Regions from separate parts of the Mus musculus genome. Here region 2 is linked to region 1. Evidence: chromatin contacts called from public HiCAR-type data. All regions are on one chromosome and are shown on one strand. Each heading gives the region's core, a stretch centred on a gene start, on an enhancer-like site or on the middle of the called end of the contact. The rest is flanking DNA. Distances are from core to core; before and after follow the strand shown.

Region 1 (4,155 bases), core at 772-3,271:
AAATGCCATGGTGCTCCTCCAGTCCTGCTTAGCTTTACTGAATCCAAGATTTAAAGCTCACGGAAAACAAGGGCGAAATTCTCTCATCCTCCAAAGCACCGTTTGCTAGAGTTCGGTAACAGTACTAATTAATTACTGAGTTGTTTTGTTTTTAACACGGTGCTATTGCCATGACTAAGGTATTTTCGTATGTTCAGAATGAGATTCTTTGCTATTAGGAAAATAGGGGGAAATCTTTGAAGTATAGATTTGAATGTAAACATCAGCTTTGTTACATGGTAGCCGTTCTGCTGCTTAAACAATCTAATTTCCTAGTCTGTTCATTGGGGATAATGTTCCCATGATGAAAAACTTCCCTAAAATATGAATGACATACTTCTGACAGTAATTTTTCAGTAGACAAATAGTCCTATTTCCTATTAGTTAAAACAAACCTCAAAAAATGGAAATAACATATCTAGTTAAGCCTCTCAACAAAATATTCTGATTTTGTTATTAAAAACCATAAGCTTTGGATTGTAGCTATTTTAGTATTTCTTTACAAAATTAGGACACAAACAATAGGTGCCTACCTTCCAAACTTTCTTGTTCATCAGAAGTATATGCATCCATCTGACTTTGTTCCCGCAAGAAACGAATAACTGCATAAACTAGGGGCTTCACAGATGACATTTTAGACGCTTAAATATCTCCTTGATTAAAAAAGAAGAAGAAAATAACAAGGGTCATCCACCAAGTTCAAAGCAATAAAAGCAAAAATATTCATTACCTTGATTACTTTTCTCTCTTTAAAGGGTCCAGAAAGCACAAGTGGTTATAGTCATGTATTCCACATGCTCATTCAGACCCAGCACTATTCAACTATGTTAAAGCTTGCATCAGTAAAAAAATAAAAATAACAAAGACAGATTTTCAAAACATGTGTAGCAACGCCTAGAGCTCACCGTGTCTTAACAGCATATATGATACAGATACAAGAAAGTATAGGAGTGCAGACATATGGAGAATCACCCTTGAAAGGCCTCGCTTCTAAGTTGAGGGAGATCTCGTACTGCTGACTCAGAATGTGAGCCATAGTGAGAGCATCTTCCTTTATTCCAAGAGATTTTTTTTAATGTATTAATCATTTATACTCTACTACTTTTGTAGGTTAAGAGTCACTTGCTGACGACAAGGCTCTGTGGAAAGGTTATTCAACCATTGAGTGTTATTGTTAAAACCCGGCGTTTCTATTTAATCAGTACACTGGTCAGAAATCACCGTCTAACCCGATAGATAGTACAAACCGATCTGCCCCTGCCTGCAGTAGCTGTGCTCTCGTGGACAAGCTGGAAGCTCCTGGCCGCGTTCATTCACATGGAATACTATGCATCCAAACAGTGGCGCAGGGCCAGGTGGCATTAATGGCTTATTTCCACTAAATCGTATCAGCAATCTGCTCCCCGGGATCCCTAATTCACAGCCAGGGTGTGGTACCCGCTTCTAGGATGTTTATTAGCTTTGTACTTCTTTTAAAGGCGAATCTACTCCCTAGGCCAGAGAGGTTATTTCACTCTCTGACTAAGGACCCGGGGCAGAAGAGGGAAACAGAATGGGGGTGGGGAGAGCTGTCCAACCTCCTCCAAGCTTCCCCTCCTACATCTCCAATCACATCCACCTCCCACCCCCATGGTTCCCTCCCCGTTGTACCCCGGCTTTGCCTCAGCCCAGACAGTGTTTGCAGGGGGTGCGCGGTGCAGGCCTCCATCTGGGGCTGCGGGAGACGCACCCTTTCCAGAGAGAAGCCCCTTACCACGAGAGGACACGAGATGACGGCTGCGGGCCCGGGGGCGTCGGGAAGCGGGTCCGCCTGTCCCCGCGGTCCTCGGGGCTTGAGCGGTGTTCTGGATCGCAGAGGGGGCCACGGCTCCCAAACTTCCCCCGCTCCAATGCTGCCGCCGCCGCCGCCCCCTCAGCCCACCCGGCTGCTCGCAAGGCTCTCGGACGACAGTGCTTGCTGGATCCGCCCCAGGGGCGGAGCAGGGCACGGAGGGGTGGGGTGGAGGCGGGGCAGAGAGAGGGGCGGGGCGATGGACTCGGGGCGGGGACGGAGCCGGATGCGGGGCGGGGCTAGGGGCGGGGCCACGGCGTAGGCGTGGGCCTGCAGCACGTGGGAGGGCGCTGGCTAGCGGCCTCAGTCTCGAGATCTGGTCTGCTCCGCTCTGCCCGCTCTCGGCTTCCGGGCTCGCAGACTCCACCGCCCGCCTCCTGCACCTACCAAGCCGGAGGACCACGCGCCAGCTGCTGCCGGCCTCCCGGCCTGCCCATGATCACCCTGTGCCTTTCGGCTCTGCGAGGCCTCCACAGGTACTCTAGTGGGCGGGTTAACCTTGACCGTGGGCAAGGGTGGGGTCGTCTGTCGACGACAGCCGTGGGGCCTGGTGCAGCCCTACTACACCCACCCAGGATGCCTCTGGGACTGTTCTTTCCCTCTGCCTGCTTGATGGACTCTGTAGGGACACCTGGTGCAGCAACCTGGGGCCACCTTTCCCTTGCCGCTTCCCCCAGGAGGCCGTCCTTTCCCCTTTGTTTGGGATTGCTTCAGCCGCAGTCTGTGAGAATTGTTGGGTTCACAGACCCAACCCAAAATAAATACGGAAGGATAGACCGACGCGCCCTTCAGACCTGCGGACCTGATACAGAGAGTGCCGCAGCTGTGGACTCCAGAAAGCAAGCATTTTCGTACGCACCTCATGCACTTGTTAGCGGTCCAGGCGTTTAATATACACCCGAGACCGCTTTGGTTTTCATACTTATTTCCGTCCTTGCTTTCTAACTTCATTTTTATATCCCTCCTTCCTTAAAACATTCGATCTCTTAACCTGGCAAATTGACTTGGTCCAGAATTGTTGCTTGGACACGGTTTGAATTGCTTCCTAGCGCTCTAACCACACCCCTCTGCAACAGACCAGTAGCAAAATGGTGAGAGAATTAAATTCTTTGCACGGATATGCCGGGTTTTCGGGAACAAAGCCGCCACCACCTCCCATTGCCAAATCTGCCTTACACTGAAATTTCATGTGAAAGTTCAACGGGGAAAAAAGAACTTTGTGGGGTTTGTAGATGTGCACACAACTATTTCAACCATCAGCATTTCTGCTTTTCGTCATTTTCTATTGTGCTTTGCCACTCATCTGCGTGGATCACTGTGTTCCTTAGCCCTTGTGCACCCAGGGGACAATAGTGATTCTTCAGAGTTCACCTGATGACTGTGACCATTATTTGAGCAAGGTTTGTTGTTTTCTGGTCTCCAGGCTGGAAGTGGTAAAGCTGTCAAATGAAGTTCTTTTTTCCATTTAATGGAAAGCAAGAAGAGAGAATAAATTTCCATTATAACGCTGCTAGCTCTCTTTTCTAACTTTTTAATATTAAGACCCCTTTACCTTTAAAAATTGCTGAAAACCTAGGAACATTAATTTTGTTGTTGTCGATTATATCTACCGATAGTTAACCATATACAATTAAAACTGGGACATTCGGGCTGGAGAGATGGCTCAGTGGGTAAGAGCACCCGACTGCTCTTCCGAAGGTCCAGAGTTCAAATCCCAGCAACCACATGGTGGCTCACAACCATCCTTAACGAGATCTGACTCCCTCTTCTGGAGTGTCTGAGGACAGCTACAGTGTACTTACATATAATAATAAATAAATAAATCTTTAAAAAAAAAACTGGGACATTCATAAAGATTAATGTTTATCAAGTAGTAATAAATATATGCGTATTTTTCCATTTATCTTGTCAGTGGATGCTGGAGTGACTTAATACAAAATGGCTTGATTACTACACATACCTGTACATTTAAGCTGTTTCTCCATTTTATTTTGATTTAAGAAGGAAAACCTTACTTCACATTCATATATAGGTAGAAAGAGAAGAATTTTTTTAAGCTTTATTTATTTTATTTATATGAGTATACTGTAGCTGTCTTCAGACACACCAGAAGAGGGCATCAGATCCCGCTACAGATGGTTGTGAACCATCATGTGGTTGCTGGGAATTGAACTCAGGACCTCTGGAAGAGCAGTGAGTGCTCTTAACCACTGAGCCATCTCTCCAGCCCAAGAGAAGAATATTTTAATAGCTTTCTAAAGTAACCATGGTCAGTGCTTGGTTTT
Region 2 (4,155 bases), core at 418-2,917, 2.7 Mb before region 1:
TTGCTCTCACCTCTGACTCAGAATAGGAGGATGAGATGCATGAGGTGCGTGCCACTGGATCTGGCTTCCTTATATGGTGCTGGGGTCCAACTCAGGTCACCAGGCTTGTATGCCAAGAGCTTTACCTTCTGAGCGGGCTGCCTGGCTCCTAAATCTTTATTTAAATAAAAAATTACGTTATATTCAGATTACTTTTCATGCCAAAGTATTCAAATTAATTCAGACATTCATATAGAGTAAAAAGTAATTCAGGAACATCTACTTTTACTCTTCCGCAACTCATTCCCTCCCTCCCCCCTCCCTCCCTCCCCCCCCTCATGTGTCATATGTAAACACATTGGTGTGTGTGTGTGGTGTACATTTGCACATGTGTTTGAAAACCAGAGTTCATCTTTTTTTTCAAGATAGAGTCTCTTGCTGATTTAGGTAGGATGCTGTCCAGCAGACCTCGGGATCCCCTCCTGTCTCTGCCGTCCCAATGCTGGGGTCTGAGTATATGGAACCACATCAGCTTTTTTGACATGGGTGCTGGTGGTCTGAGCTCAAGTGTTGATGCTTGCATAGTAAGCATCTTACCTACCCAGTCATCTCCCCAGTCTCTTCTCCCTAACTTTTTATCCAGGGATAAACTCTGTTAATAATTTGGTAAGGGAGTTTATGTTACTTTCCAACCCAGGGCATGGCCTTAATTTCCTCAATTAATTGATAGTAATCAGTATTTTCTAAACAAAAAATATTTTTAAAAATTCAAAATATTAGAATATTGTGTTAATATTTTGTTCATCCTAAATTATTTACTAACTTTATGTTCTTTTAAAAATCAATAAGTCTTCAGTAAGTATTTGAAAATAAATAGGACAATGCGCTTAAAAATTCTTGGTGTGGTAGTACATGCCTTTAATTACAGACTCAGGAGGCAGAGTCAGGCAGGTCTCTTATGAGTTCAAGGCAAACCTGGCTTTTATGTATAGAGGGTTCCAGGCTGGCCATGATTACATAATGAGACTCTGTCTCAAATGTTTTTATAAAGATCACTTTATTTTATATACTCCTATTTCAGTGTGCTTTTGATTTAGTGACTGTGATATTGAGCAGGGGAATGTCTGTCAGTAATGTACTTGGCTTCCGATCCTCAACACCTACCTTCAAAATCCAGCTGTGGTCCTAACTCTGGGGAGTAGCAACTGTCTGAGAAACTGTCTGTGAGCTCAGATTGTGAGAACCTAGCTTAACAAGCAAGTTATAGGGTAACAGAGGGGGACACTGGTGTCAATTCTGACCTTCACGCACGCGTGCAGGCATGCACGCACACACAAACACAGAGACAATATGTGTTGTTGATAACTAGAGACTTCTTATTTAGATTTTTGAATACCTCAAGTTTTCAGACATTTGGCTTTAAAATCCTCTTTCAAGTTATAGGAATTACTTAGGTGTATATATTAGGAAAACTGAGTGCGTTCTGAAAAAAAAAATACTTTCCTGAGACTTCCTTTCAACAATACTTTTGAAGCACAGATAAACTTGCTTCCTGTCTCTCAGTTTCCTGTATCCATGGCAACCCCTGTTTTACACATTGGCTGTAGAGGAACCAGTGTGAAGAGTGGCGTTTCCTGCATAGCCATGGCTTTAAAATTCAAAAAACGGTGGAGTGCTGGCGGTCAGCAGTGCCCAGAGGAACTGAGTTAAAGAACGGAGCTCTGCAGAGTTAAAACAAAGCCTTAAAGCCACGTGATGATACGAGTCCCGTATCCTTGGTAAGATTATTTAAGTACAGTTGTTTAGCCGAAAGAACCTGGTGGAAAAGTACAGCCTGCTTTTTCTGTTCGTATTTTCCTAAGTTATTATTTGATGTTAGGCTTCATATAGGTTATGGGGCATGTATCCAAAAATCGTTATCCTCACGTCATTTGTTATGTGTGTCAGAGTCGGTTCTAAAAGTTTATCTTAGCAAACATATTTTAGTTTGTTGAGTTTGAATTATCTTTGCTAAAGAATTGATTTCATAGCTGTGTTAGCAGTTCATACTGTCACCCATAATATGTGTTAACACGCGGTTTTGGCTTATCCTACTTTAAATGGACTATTGAAGTTTCAGTATTTTGATACTTTTGTTTTAAGACCTTTCTGACAATTTAAAATTTTGTCTTTGGAGTCAGTTCTGATGTGGAAAAAGAAGTTAGGTTGGGTTACATGTGGATTTTTATTTTCTCTTCCTTGCCTGTGTTTATTTCTGGTTGCTACCTGCTCTTTTTTTTGTTCGTTTGTTTGTTTTTAATATCATTATTGTTATTTGTATTCTTACCAACTCTAAATGGAAGACAGACTACCCCAGTCCTTTCACATTCCTTAGAATTTTCCTAAAGGTCCAGTTTTTCTGGATTTGGGAATAATGTTTCATGTTAGTGAAATTGGATTATTTAATTCTTTTCCAGAATTCTATTTGGGTAACTATCACGTATGAATATCTTAAAGGCTTTGTTCAGTTAAGCCATTTGTATTTTCTATCTTTAAACAGTTGTATAAATTGCTTAGCGCCTAAGGGGTGATGAGATGTTCATAGTTTATATTTGTGGTCTAACTGGGTGTCTTTTGTTCTAAGGACATTGATTGGTGGTGTGTAAAAGTCTACACTTACCGAGAACTCACCACTGTCCTAGACATAGTTGGTATACTTGTTCTGTTCCCAGATTCTTTTTATTGAACAATAAAAATTTAAGGACATAGATCTCAGACTTTCAATGTCTTATCTCTCTTCATTTTTTGTATCTAGAAAGTAATATCTTAACAAAAGTAACATTAAATGTTGTTACAAATCTTGAGACTGTCTTTAAGTTACCTTTTTGAATCATGACAGCCTTTTGCATTTATCAGTGAGCTATTAATGTAAATTATTCCCTCCTGAAGCGTGTAAAGATCATAAATGTCACTAGGATTGGGTTTAGTAAAATTAACAACCTTAAACATTTGACTTTAACTGAGAGTTATTTTAGAAATTGTAAACCTGATACATTTAGCTTGTTAAGCAATTTATTGTAAATTAGAAACAAGCATCTTAACATAGATAATAATACATTTGAACCTCTGGGAGCATCTTGAAGATCCTTAATCTGTCATTTAATAATCTTACAGAATTACATCCAAGGGTCCCTAAGCCATTGTCTTCATTGACTCCTCTTCAGGCAAATTCCAATTTTGAGAATACAAACTTTTGGGTCTTCAAGAGTGGCTAGCCTCGTCAGCCCTTGCTGTAAACATCTGTTATCAGAATCCCATATCTATGTGTGGCAGAACATTATGTTATATTAAATGGACTAACATTACAAATTGCCTTTACCTTGGACCAATATATCCAGAACTTGGGCTGTAAAATCTCTTCTATTCATCACACGACCACTGCACTAATGATGGCCTGGCATAAAGTAAGCACAAGTGGGAACCCGTTGGAAAGCCCTGTGGCGGAGAGCAGTCGCGTCTGGGAACCGGCCCGAGCTTCCCCGGCCAGTAGACCTTTTCAAGAGAGTACACTTGCTAATGCACTGGAGACGACCGCAGTTGTGTCTGCGCAGACACAGCTCACTTCTGTTACCTTGACCTCGGAAAAAAACACTGCTCTACCAATTGATGCCTCTTCTGTGTCAGGAAAAGCATCTCTCATTTGTACACAAGAAGTTGAGAAGTTGAATGAGGCCTTTGACTTTTTGCTAGCTTTTTTCATCTTAGCTTGTGTTTTAATCATTATTTTGATCTACAAAGTTATTCAGTTTAAACAAAAACTAAAGGCTCTAGAAGACTCAGTGGAAAATAGACTCGAGTATTACAGCTTTTATCAGTCAGCAAGGTACAATGTAACTGCCTCGGTTTGTAACACCTCCCCGGATTCTCTGGAAAGTTCTGGCTTGCAGCAGATTGGACTTGATAAACAAATTGTTCCTGAAAATGGGGCACAAGTCATTCTCTTTGAACATTCTGCTTTATGACTCAACTAAATATTGACTATAAAAAACTCCGTAGTGCCATGTGGCCATAAAATTTAATCCTTCTCATAGAATTATGTTAGGATTGTTCAAGTGTTTATAAATAATTTGAATAAAGTGTATTCGTTCTGCATATATTTTCTTTGATACTGTACCAAGATAAGTAGCCAACTTTCTG

What was found. HiCAR-type assays count read pairs that join an accessible place to other places.
Region 2: a contact with region 1 is called in a HiCAR-type map of astrocytes, with 4 times the contacts expected there. The contact joins the promoter of Lrrc70 here to the promoter of Sgtb in region 1. A contact is called at or near these places in 4 of 39 promoter capture datasets (hippocampal neurons, liver, pre-B cells and 1 more) and 1 of 115 datasets of contacts at active chromatin or transcription factors (astrocytes).

The regions. Positions count from the first base shown.
Region 1 is chr13:104,107,607-104,111,761 of GRCm38.p6, reverse strand. Sgtb (small glutamine-rich tetratricopeptide repeat (TPR)-containing, beta) reads right to left here and starts at 2,021. Exons shown (of 11, transcript NM_144838.2): 1 at 1,793-2,021; 2 at 573-692. The coding sequence starts at 672. It overlaps Nln (neurolysin (metallopeptidase M3 family)), which reads left to right and starts at 2,148. Exons shown (of 13, transcript NM_029447.2): 1 at 2,148-2,346. The coding sequence starts at 2,306.
Region 2 is chr13:106,833,814-106,837,968 of GRCm38.p6, reverse strand. Lrrc70 (leucine rich repeat containing 70) reads left to right here and starts at 1,667. Exons shown (of 2, transcript NM_001378597.1): 1 at 1,667-1,757; 2 at 3,133-4,155. The coding sequence starts at 3,405. The coding sequence ends at 3,980. All of the region lies in intron 27 of Ipo11 (importin 11), which reads left to right. It overlaps Ipo11-lrrc70 (Ipo11-lrrc70 readthrough), which reads left to right and starts at 1,667. Exons shown (of 4, transcript NR_165805.1): 1 at 1,667-1,757.